Regions from separate parts of the Mus musculus genome. Here all the other regions are linked to region 1. The links are chromatin contacts, called in public HiChIP or PLAC-seq maps. All regions are on one chromosome and are shown on one strand. Each heading gives the region's core, a stretch centred on a gene start, on an enhancer-like site or on the middle of the called end of the contact. The rest is flanking DNA. Distances are from core to core; before and after follow the strand shown.

Region 1 (3,629 bases), core at 496-2,995:
GAATGGGAAAATCTTTGCTTTTTTTTTTGGCATTGTAACACGATATTTTAAGGATTATACAGCATCATATTCTATTATTTTCATTTCCCACCACATCACAGCCTTTTCTCTAAAAAGGGGGTAATCGTCCCTATCCCATTGGTGGCTTCTTGTTTGATTCTGTTTGCTGTGGAAGCAGAGACAAGTAAGCCCAGTGAGACCCCAAGGTCATCTGATCCTGCCTTTGTGCCAGGACATGCAAATGACCCAGGCCAATCACTAACCTGTTTTCAGAAGACCTCCAATCAGAAGGGGTCCAGGCTGCCTTCTGAGGGCTGTTGCTGTGTTCATTTGCATGCTGCAAGAACCTTCTCATCTCCCTACACCCCACTCTTATCTCACGCTTCCGTTTCTCTACTCATTTCCAGTGACCCCCTTCTTAGCTTTGTCTACCTTTCCTGGCCGTTTTACCCCCATCGAGAACTGGTGGGAGACAAGAGTTAGTCTGCAAACAGCCCAGATGTAAGGTAAGTTGCAGGCCCTGGACTCTGGCGTCCAGTTTCCCCTTCCCAACTCCGTGGGGTCAGGCAGGGGTCAGTGGGCACTCCTCATTTTTCTAAGGTATTTATTTGGCAACAGGGTCTCCGCCAACTCCAGCAAAACACTTCAGATCACTTCAGCTTCCCAAGGCTGCCATTTCTGTGTCGCTTAGCAAATGAGACACTAGGGGGCTCCCAGGGGCTGAAAGGAGCAGAAAGTTGTTTGAATGAAAACTGGGTCTGAGCTGTGTTTGGAGAAATTCAAAATTAAATTTTATTTTTTATTTTTTTAGTCATCTTTAAAAAGAACCTCACGTGTCTGAAAACGGCGCAGCAGCCAGTTTACAAATCATTTTGCTCCGCTGTTAGAAGGCGGCAGCTTTTAAGGCTGAGCCGAGATGTTTGAAAGGTGGAACACCCTTGGCCATGAAATATGTTCTCCTTACGTGCCTCAGCCTTTCAAAGTTCTGTGCATTAGAGTCAGGAATTCCATTCTTCCTGGAGCTAAGCGTGGGGCCAGCTGTGTAAGTAAAGTTTTGTTTTTCTTCTTAAACAACTTTTTCCCTCTATTTAAAAATGTGAAGAAAAAGGCAAAAAAAACAACAACAAAAAAAAAAACAACAAAAAAAAACCCACCAAAAAACCTAGATATTCTTTTCTTTCATTTTTGCTCTCTTTAGTGGAAAGAAAAGGAATAAAAAGTTGTGTGTGTGTGTGTGTGTGTGTGTGTGTGTGTGTGTGAGAGAGAGAGAGAGAGAGAGAGAGAGAGAGAGAGAGAGAGAGAGAACTCACCCTTTTCAAGCTATATAAACATCAAGGGGTAGTTAAATAACAATTTTAGATATGGAATATATTGTGAAAACAATGTGGAACATTAGTTAAGAGAATATGTTTAAATATGAACTCACTACTTGATATTTTTGTAATATATATCTTACAAAAGTTAGGGTGTCTATAAAAATCTTAAAAAGTATTTATTTCTTTTCTTATTTCTGAATCACAAAAAGGGGGTCTGCAGGGGATCCTGGTTGATGACTTTTAAGAGTTTTGCTTCTCAGATGTAGTGGCTTTAACTGTGAGCTAGCAAACGCTCTTTGCAGCTTGTCTTCATTACTTTAAAGTAAAATCAGACTCACACACCTATCTTGCTTCCGCATTTTAAACTTTACACCAAACTTGGTAGAATTTGTGGAAGGAAAGGGTTACTCGCCTCTTTCCTCTTGTAGAGGAACTGAAATGGGTTGAGTTAGTGATTCAGTCAACTCTTGTTTCCATTCATTCCCAGAGTCAGCCCTCCTTTCTCCTGGGAAAGGCTGATAGGAGTTTAAAAGGCTTGCGGTGGCCAGTTCACAAAGCGTTCCCAGAACCCGCAGCAGCGACCCTTCTCTTTTACCTCTCTGCCTGTTGGAGACCACTTAGATAGCGAAGCGGACTGGACGGCTGGATTCAGGAAGCCATGAATCATGTCACCCGGAGCCAGCTGCAGACTTTAAACTCAGTTCAGCATGTGGAAGCGGCAGAGAAATGACCTGTCCAGACAAGCCGGGGCAGCTCGTAAACTGGTTTGTCTGCTCTCTGTGCGCCCCACGAGTGTGTAAACTTTGGAGTAGTCGGCGTCCCAGGACCAGACGGAACCTCCTGCTGGGCACTGCCTGTGCCATCTACCTGGGCTTTCTGGTGAGCCAGGTGGGCAGAGGTTCCTTTCAGCATGGGCAGGCGACTGACAGGGGACCACCCAACGGTCACGACATCTTCAAGGTACCCTTCTCTGAGATTCCCCTGGATGGTACCCTGGCCCCTCCAGAGTTGCAGGGCAATGGAAGCACTTTGCAGCCCAACGTGGTGTACATTACTCTACGCTCCAAGCGCAGCAAGCCTGCGAATATCCGTGGCACGGTGAAACCCAAGCGCAGGAAGAAGTATGCGGTGGCATCTGCAGCCCCTGATCAGGAGGTGCTGGTTAGACCATCCCTTATACAGCAGGAAGCTGCACGGGCAGCAGATGCTGAAGTACCTGGCTATGTTCAGGGTTACCTAACCAAGGTTGGTGAACGACCCTGGAGGGTGCTGCGTGGTCCTGGAGTCAGAACTAGAGGTTCAAACTTGCAGCAGCCTAGGGCCCGAGAGAGCAACATTAGGATTTATAGCGAGAGCGCCCCCTCATGGCTGAGCAAAGAAGACATCCGCAGAATGCGCCTCCTGGCTGATAGTGAGGTGGCTAGCATCCTACCTATCTCTAAGAGTGGTACCCGCTTGCTGGTGTTGGAAGGGAGCACCTCAGGCTCTGTGCCTGGCTGCGGGCCTAGCCCCTGTGGGCTTCTCAAGCAGCCGCTGGACATGAGTGAAGTGTTCGCCTTCCACCTGGACAGGATCCTGGGTCTCAACAGGACCCTGCCATCTGTGAGCAGGAAATTAGAGTTCATCCAAGGTAACAGATTCACTTGCTTCTTATTTGCAGCTGCTGGGGATTTGGGATCGTTTTCTCCTTTCCCCCACTCTCTCTGAATTATTTTCCCCACCCATGTTTCCCATTTGGACAGCAGCAGCAGCAGTAGCGTCATTTTTCCATACGCGTGGCATTCTTCTATTTCCCAGTCTGGGGATATTAGAGTTCTAATGCACAGCTGTGCTGGGCATGTGAGGGAAAGCCCACACTGCAATCTTTGCTCTCCGTTTCTCTCTGTGCACTTTTTCGTGGCATGTTAAATCTAATTAAAACTAGTGACAGTTTGCACGATGACAGGAAGCCAGGGTACAGAGCTTGCTGACAGCCTTGCATAGAACCTTACAGGTTTCTATGGAAACTTCCTTCCTAGGATGGTTTAAAGAGTAAGGGGTTGGGGGGTGGGGCATAGAAATGATGTCTCAGTGGTTAAGAGCACTCAGTGCTTTTGCAAATCACACACACACACACACACAGACACAGACACACACACACATACACACACAGGGTGTTTCACAACCGCCTGTAATTCATGGGTATCCAACACTGTCTTCTGACCTCTGTTGGCATCAGGCATGAGTGTGGTACACATCCACATATGAAGACAAACACTTCTATGCATAAAATAAAGATTAAATATTCTAAAAATTAAGAGGAAAGTGGTTATC
Region 2 (3,629 bases), core at 722-3,221, 190 kb after region 1:
GCAGAGACCAAGGAGGTTACCAATGATGGCTGTGGTTTCAGGCTCTGAAAGAAGATGGCTTCCAATAAAGCATTTCATAGTTGCTAATGTGTAGCAGCATCTCATGAATAAAGAGGCCACGATGCTGGTGTTGATGAGGACTCTGAACAAGAATGCGTTCTAAGTGGTGGTTTGCATGGGAATGCCTCCCATAGGCTCAACTCATATGTTTGAATACGTGACCCCCAAATGATGGGACTGTTTGGGAAGGATTAGGAGGTATAGCCTTGTTGGAGGAGGTGTGCATTTGAGGGTGAGCTTTGCATTTTAAAATCCCATGCCATTCCCAGTTAGCCCTCTCTGCCTTGCATTTGTGGACCAAGATGCAAGGTCTCAGCTACTGCTTTAACTGCAGCCATGCCAGCCTGACGGCTGCAGTGCCATAATGGTCATGGACTCACCCTCTGAAACTATAACCCCAAATAAATTCTTCTATAAGTTGTCTTGGCCATGGCATCTCTTGTGCCACCAATAGAAAAGTAATGAAAAGGTGACATTTTAGATTGGGTTTTCCTTTTGTTTTAGTTTCATTTTTTGGTTGTTGCTCTTTTTACCTTTTGAGATAGGCTCTCTCTAAATTGCTGGCCTTCAATTCAATTGTCTCTGCAGGAAGCAGATCTTGAACTTGTGATCTGCCTGCCTTGGCCTCCTGAGTAGCTAGGATCACTGGTCTGTGCCATCACTCCTGTCTATCTTGTGTTGCAAGAAACTTTCTGAAATGCTCACATATCTGGGGGACTAAGTTTCTGGGAGCAGGTAGCATAGTTCTGAATGTGAAAAGGTCCTTGTTCTCCTTTTAATGTTAAGTCCACTGAGTTTAGATCAGTGCAACTATGAAATGAAGGTAACCTTTACAACTTCTTATAGCTTATGGCTGCCCACCCCCATTCTTTCTATTATCTGCTGAAAATAAAAGCCTGAAGGTGGAGATCTATATTGCTTTTAAGAGCATATTGACGCACTGAGCTGGAAATGGCAGTGCTTTTAATAAGGTACCAATGACACAAATACTATCAAAATGTTAGTTTTGTGGTCCTTTACTTAGAGCAGTGTGGTGTTTTGGTAAATAATATTTAAACTCAGAGCAGTAATTAAGTTACATGACCATGCCTCATGACAGTCTGTTAATATTCTCTTCATTATGGAATTTGGCCTTCAGTGTCCAAAGGGGAACAAGGAGTCACCATCAAATTTGCTAATAAGGGATTAAGTAGAAACTTGACAGCTGCTAATCAACTGGCCGTGCCTTTTGGGTGTTGCTGGAAGTCATATCGAAACTGTTTTATTCCCTTATTAGTGCTGGGGTGAAAGGGGATACTAGGTATGTTCTCTGCCTCTGAGTCCCAAGTCCAGCCTGTCTCTGTCTCTGTCTCTGTCTCTGTCTCTGTCTCTGTCTCTCCTCTCCTCTGTCTCTCTCTCTCTCTCTCGCACCCCCTCCCACTCCTCCATTCTGTCTCACAGTTGTATTTGAACTTTTGACCCTCCTGTCTCAGCCTCCTGAATAGGTAAGATCCCAGTCCTGCATGGTGCTAAGTCAAAGTGGCTCCAACTTTATGGAGATAGTCAATTTGCATAGGAGTTTCTTAGAGAGAGACTAATATTCTCTAAGGTTTACCAAGTACATCAGTCTCTGACTTGGTCCAATTTAGCTTGTGGATTTAGCATGCCGATTAAATCTGAGGAGAGAATTTAGTTACCAAGTTTTTCTTTTCGAATCATTTCGAATTTTAAGTATACACATTTTGCAAGTCCTTCTTTTACAGACAGCTTTAGGTTGGATGCTGAAGGAGAGAGAGGATAACAGAAACGAGAAAAAGCTAAAGGGATGTGTAAGGAATAGAAGAAGGCTAAAAAGCTGAAGAACGGCAGAGAGGTTAGTGAGAGGGGAAAAAAAAAACAAAAAAACAAAAAAACAGAGAGTACGGAGTACAGGCTCTGCGCCACTAGAGGGCAGGGCAGCACTGGGTAGAACGCCATCTTTAGCAAGTTCTTCCCCCTCTAAAAAGAAACCTGGGGCTGAAAATGAGAAAGGGAAGAGGGAAGGCATGGAGGAAATTAGGAACGAAGGGAGTGCAGTTGGGTGTAAGACAAGTTTCTTTTCAGATTCAAGCACGAGAGCAAGAGGAAGAGAGGAAGGATCATTTTTCTGTACCCTGACAAGACTTAAAGTGAATGTTTCCCAGCACCTGAAAGGCAGGGACTGAAAGACTACCATTTGTTGCTCACCTAAGGATTTTCCCCCTCTTCTTCCCGGAAATGCTCAATCTTAACAATAGATCTTTCCAAGAACTGTCTGGGAAGTATAAATAGCTGGCTGCAGCTACAGTTTGAGATTTTGACGTTGCTGTCTATTTCTTCTGCTTCTGGTTTTTACAGAGGATTTTTTTTTTTCTCCCAAGTCTCCGTCCGACGCAGCCAACTGAAACAATGTTTTTTTTCCTTTTTCTTTTTTCCCTAGACAAGTAATTTAAAGACCTAACATTTTCCTCTACAGGGAGGGCGTCGACAATAGCAACTCATTGTTTTTAAGTGATTTCATTTAAATCCACATAAAACAAGATGAAGTACGTCACAATGACCCCCTCCTCTTTTTAAGGTTATAACCTATTTTAATGACTGCTTTGATATACGTCGCATGGCATCTTAAAAATTCAGAAACGGATGTCTCTGAATTTAGATTTAGAATCAAGATATGCAGCTTTTAGTACAACATGCTTTTGAGAGAATTGTAAAGATGGCGTCTTGTTAGGGCTTAACAAGAGACGAGCTAAAAAGGCTCCACTGTTCAGTGGAAATAGCTTGCTCCCATCTTCAGTATCTAAAAACTGCGTGTGTGTTTTATTCAATCATTACTTAAAAATTAAGACACTGTTGGGGACCAGAGATAAAATGTGTCTGGAATGTTTTTGGTGAATGTTTCAAGACTGAGAGAAAGTCCTTTTAGAAAGGAATTTGACTATAGGTGGCTCTTGCTTTAAATAGTAGCTGTACCCTCTGAAACATATCTGTCAATTGATTTTTTTCTAAATGGAATTATGTTTTTTTATTGACTCATGAAAATTTCAGAAGTGCTTTTTATTATTTTCCAGTGATATCTACATTTAGCTTTGAGGTTTTTCTTCCTTGCAAGTAAACAATATGAAAACATTCCCAGAAGCGCAATGTTTGTAAAATGTAGGCCTCGGTTTCAGTTGTCTGCAAACAGTTTCTCTGTTCTTTATGTGTTTCAGTCAGGGATTGAATTTTTGGGCAAAGCTAAGCCATTGCTGTGTGTAAACATAGGTCTTGGTTATCGTAGCATTCAGACTGCTCTCAGGCCACTTTTAAAGACACATAAGCCATCATTTCCAGGCCTCACTTCCAGTCTTCAGTGTGATGTAACAGCTGTCTCTTGTTTAGTAGAGGAAATGTCTGAGAGGAAAAACAGTTCCCGAGTTATCCTGTCTACAGACAGCTCTTCCACTATCATTTCCTCATTAGCTGAGAAGCGTGGCAGCATGACTTTGTCGGGAAAGAACAACGATGCTCTTTTCCTGCGACCAGGGAATTTAGAGCTGGGGAAGACGCTTCTTCAAGGCTACCAGGTTTGT
Region 3 (3,629 bases), core at 424-2,923, 150 kb after region 1:
GTCCTTTTTTTAACTTCGAGTGTTAGCTTTAAAACAGATGATAACCTAATATGCTACGCTCTCTGGTCGAGTCAACTGGACAAGCCGAGAGGCTTAAAAGTCACTCATGAGGCAAAAGAGTTTCAAGGAAGCTCTCCTCCTGGAGTCTAGCGCTCCCTACCCATACAGTAATTTTTCATTCCCACGTTCCATTCCCGCGTTAGTCTAGTGTATGGATCCACGTGCTCTCTTTCATTTATTTTCCTATCATAAGTGCCTTTTAAGATTGAATTCTGACATAGCTAAAGTCTGCCAGTGTTCCAACAGTCCTAGTTCGTCCTTAGCAAGACCTTGGGTTTGGAATTCAGTATTGCCCCTGGTATTACACTATCTCTTTGAGTAAAAGTTAGGTCACTGCCCTTCACAGGAATTTACCATCACTAAGGAAGAAAGAAGTTTCTGACCGTAGGAGAAACCAGAATAGATATTTAGAATTATAGCTGAGTTACACCTATATACAGGAATTTACAATGGTTTAGGAAGTAGATCCAGCTGTGGTTTTAGAGTATTGCATTATTCATGAGATGGTTAGCTAGAACGGAACTCCCTAGTTAGAACCATGACTTGGTGTGAAAGCCCTTGCCCTAGGAGTGAAAAGTTCTCACACCTGGCGTCTAAGACTATAGCTGACCTTAGATAGGGCTGACTTTGTCTCAGTTATTTTATTGCCCAGTTCCTGCCAGTCTTTGCGTTTTCATTCCTCTGTTCTGTGTAAGAGTCATTAAGCATCCGGTTACCTCATTTGTACCTTGTGGGTATGTCACCCAACTACCTTGTTGTCTTCTGCATAAAAAGTCTGATGTTCGATTTGAAAAATTACATTCAGATTCCACACAAACTCTCCTGCGTGTGTGTCTGTCTGTCATCCATCCACGCTTTGCCCACCCGCGTCGAGAGACCCCGTTCCACGCAGACACTGGGACCTAGAAGGTCTGCGGCACTAATATAAGTAAGTAATGCACTATTTATAAATTGTACATTTTGCTTCTCCTCATACTGAGCATGTAGCAATGTAATAAATGTTCACTGAAAGAGTTAGTGTTTGTTTTTTTAATAGCACTTTTAGAACACGATTCTCTACTGAGCAGGGTACCATTCCATACAAATCTGTTAAGTACAGGAGAGAAAATATTAAAACCAAGTTCAAGGTTTAGATATGACTTAAAGAATACTTTCCTAATTGTTCCCTCAGGTACTGTGGCCAAGGATCTTCATACCTTATATAAATGTCAAAACATGTGGACTATGGGAACCATGGATGTTAGTACAGAAAAATAAAAAGAACTTGAACGGTGTTCCTGAAAATTATGGTGAATAGAGCAGAGAATTTTTATCTATGGATTTTAAAGAAGTTGCATAGTTATTAAACTAAACATAAGTTCAAATTATTGTAAAAATTATTAACACAAAGGAAGGCCTGTTTTGTTACTTACAAAAATAAATAAATGAGAGAAAATAGAAAGCTTCTATTTAAGTTTATAAAGAGAAGATATCATATTTCAATTAAACTAATAAAAGTACAATAATTTAACAGTCATTTAAAGAAATAAATGTGATCAGTGCAGTTCCTTGGAAACTTTATCCTTAAGGCCATGCCTGCACCACCCCTGCACAGTTGCTCTTCGTCTGAAGCTGCTCTCGCTTCTGGCAAGAGCATCGGCGGCTTCCGGTTCTGGAAGGCAGAGTGTGGATTGTTCAGAATGATAGCAGCCCGTTTCACAATGAAGGGGACCAAATGAGGTAGCATGCATGGATGGGCCTCGTGTAAGGTGTTGTTTTGATGTTGTTGAGATCTGAAGAGAGAACACGCATCTAACAGCAATGGGGTGGGGACACGGTGCTGCCCTGACTGCATGCATGCCCTGACAGATTAGAACAGCTGAAACAATATTGGATCTGAAAATCGAATAAATGCTGAGTTACCTTACTTACAAAGCCACAAACAAATGAAACCATTATATTTTTCATTTTTGGTCACATCCATTGAAAATACTGTATTCTTCTTCGTATCCTTTTCCTTGATTTTTTTCTAATAAAAAGCCTTATCATTTCAATGCCTTATTTTCAGGGTAGATACTTTTAGCCCTTTAATTTGCTGTCTTTGCTCATTTTCCAAGAGTTCTTTTTCTCTCATCTTGTTGTTCCTCATATTGCTATTGCTGTAAGGTTTGGTATTTTAGGAAATTGTAATATATTTAATAGCGTTTATGTTTATGTCCATATAAATTTTATTTTAGCACAATATAACCTAATTAAGTTGGAAATATTTTTGAGTGGTTACATTATTAATATTATCAAAACCAAAGAAAGAGAACAAAAACCCAATCAACCAAATGAATTAAATCAGTGGTATTTTAACAGCAGATCAAATTCAACTTTTACAATATAGCTAGTGGTATATCTTCTGATGCTTTAAGAAAAATAATTGTATATGCAATTTTTAAAATTTACTTTAATTTATGTGTTTGAATGTTTTACTTGCATGTAATGTAAGTGTGCCACATTTGTTACATGGGTAGAAGAAAGGTATTACATCACCTGAAAGTGGACTTTTAGTCAGTTATGAACAACTATGTGGTTGCAAGGAATTGAATCTGGGTCCTCTGGAAGAGCAGTCATTATCCATTGAGGCATTTCTCCAGCCCTCATGAAACATGCAGTTTTATATATTATGGTTTCATAGATTCCTTTATCATGGAGAAATAATGTTTGGGATTTTTATTCTCTGATAATTTTGCCATGTCTATATATTCCTTGGCCCAGTTGGACCTCATTCCTGTAGTCACTGATTTAACATTTCTGTATTAGTAATATGGGGATAATAAAAACTACTTAATAATAAGGCACTGCTCTGGTCATGGGGTTAGGGGCTCTTTCTTTCTCTTTTCTGCCTTTTTTTCAACTCTAAAATTAGTTTAGTAAAACATATAACTGGCAAGGTAGTGAGGTTTAAAATGTCAGTCCAGGTGAAGTGGTAGAGTGACTGAAGCTTATAAACCTATTAATGGTACTACAAGTTGGGGAACATTCCAGGCCCTGGCAAGGCAGTTATAAAGAAAATCACAAGAGTCTTGTGCAAGATGAGATGGATTGAAGTAAACCAAAAATAATTAACATATGCTCTGATCATAATTGAAGTTACAAAGACTATGAAACAGGGCAATGTAACAGGAATTTCCTGGTGGCTAAGGTCAATTTTAGAAAGAGGAATAATCAAAAGAGGCTATTGCGAAGAGGTGAACTCTAAGCTGATACTTGAATGACAAAAAGAAATTGGTTCTGATAATCTTAAATGGAAAAATGCTTTGTTTTTATAATGATAGAGAGAAGCTCGGAGAGTGTGCAGCTTAAGTAAGATGAGAGAAATAGAAAATCATTGAGTTTGTATTTGAATGAACTTCAATAAGACCTCGTGCTTTGCTATATTTTAGCATGTTCAGTGCAATCTTAGAGCAATTCCCATTTAGTTTACATTTTCTATAATCAGATCTATGGTGTATTCAATTTAAAAATACTCCATTTAAAGCAACTTTGAAAAAAATATTTATTTCTGGGTAATTTAAAAGGTAATATTGGCTAACAGTTATTTA

What was found. HiChIP or PLAC-seq counts read pairs in DNA pulled down with a chosen protein or histone mark.
Region 2: a CTCF HiChIP or PLAC-seq map of the NIH/3T3 cell line shows a contact between it and region 1, with 18 read pairs. The contact joins the enhancer-like site here to the promoter of Gask1b in region 1. A contact is called at or near these places in 13 of 39 promoter capture datasets (the 3T3-L1 cell line, the C10 cell line, cancer-associated fibroblasts and 8 more), 2 of 15 datasets of contacts at CTCF or cohesin (the NIH/3T3 cell line and large pre-B cells), 74 of 484 Hi-C or Micro-C datasets (3T3-L1-derived adipocytes, the AML12 cell line, B cells and 47 more), 17 of 115 datasets of contacts at active chromatin or transcription factors (the HPC-7 cell line, the NIH/3T3 cell line, VIP interneurons and 12 more) and 4 of 9 other capture datasets (adipose tissue, liver, macrophages and 1 more).
Region 3: an H3K27ac HiChIP or PLAC-seq map of trophoblast stem cells shows a contact between it and region 1, with 10 read pairs. The contact joins the enhancer-like site here to the promoter of Gask1b in region 1. A contact is called at or near these places in 9 of 39 promoter capture datasets (HPC-7-derived erythroid cells, embryonic stem cells, fetal liver and 5 more), 2 of 15 datasets of contacts at CTCF or cohesin (the NIH/3T3 cell line and embryonic stem cells), 7 of 484 Hi-C or Micro-C datasets (the G1E-ER4 cell line, bone marrow-derived macrophages, cortical neurons and 1 more), 5 of 115 datasets of contacts at active chromatin or transcription factors (bone marrow-derived macrophages, heart atrium, kidney and 2 more) and 3 of 9 other capture datasets (adipose tissue, liver and pancreatic islet).

Annotation. Positions count from the first base shown.
Region 1 is chr3:79,884,185-79,887,813 of GRCm38.p6, forward strand. Gask1b (golgi associated kinase 1B) reads left to right here and starts at 1,746. Exons shown (of 4, transcript NM_133187.3): 1 at 1,746-2,946. The coding sequence starts at 2,043. It overlaps Gm36569 (a long non-coding RNA gene), which reads right to left and starts at 2,622. Exons shown (of 3, transcript XR_375740.1): 1 at 1,912-2,622.
Region 2 is chr3:80,077,975-80,081,603 of GRCm38.p6, forward strand. No RefSeq gene overlaps it. Among named protein-coding and RNA genes, the nearest start is that of Gm36569, 190 kb to the left of the region's middle. Within about 2 kb of position 1,972, at least 48 of the 459 cell types and tissues checked have an H3K27ac peak or open chromatin away from gene starts, as enhancers often do. A contact at or near this core is called in the G1E-ER4 cell line, the HPC-7 cell line, the NIH/3T3 cell line and 10 more, where this site is marked.
Region 3 is chr3:80,037,033-80,040,661 of GRCm38.p6, forward strand. No RefSeq gene overlaps it. Among named protein-coding and RNA genes, the nearest start is that of Gm36569, 150 kb to the left of the region's middle. Within about 2 kb of position 1,674, at least 3 of the 459 cell types and tissues checked have an H3K27ac peak or open chromatin away from gene starts, as enhancers often do. A contact at or near this core is called in trophoblast stem cells, where this site is marked.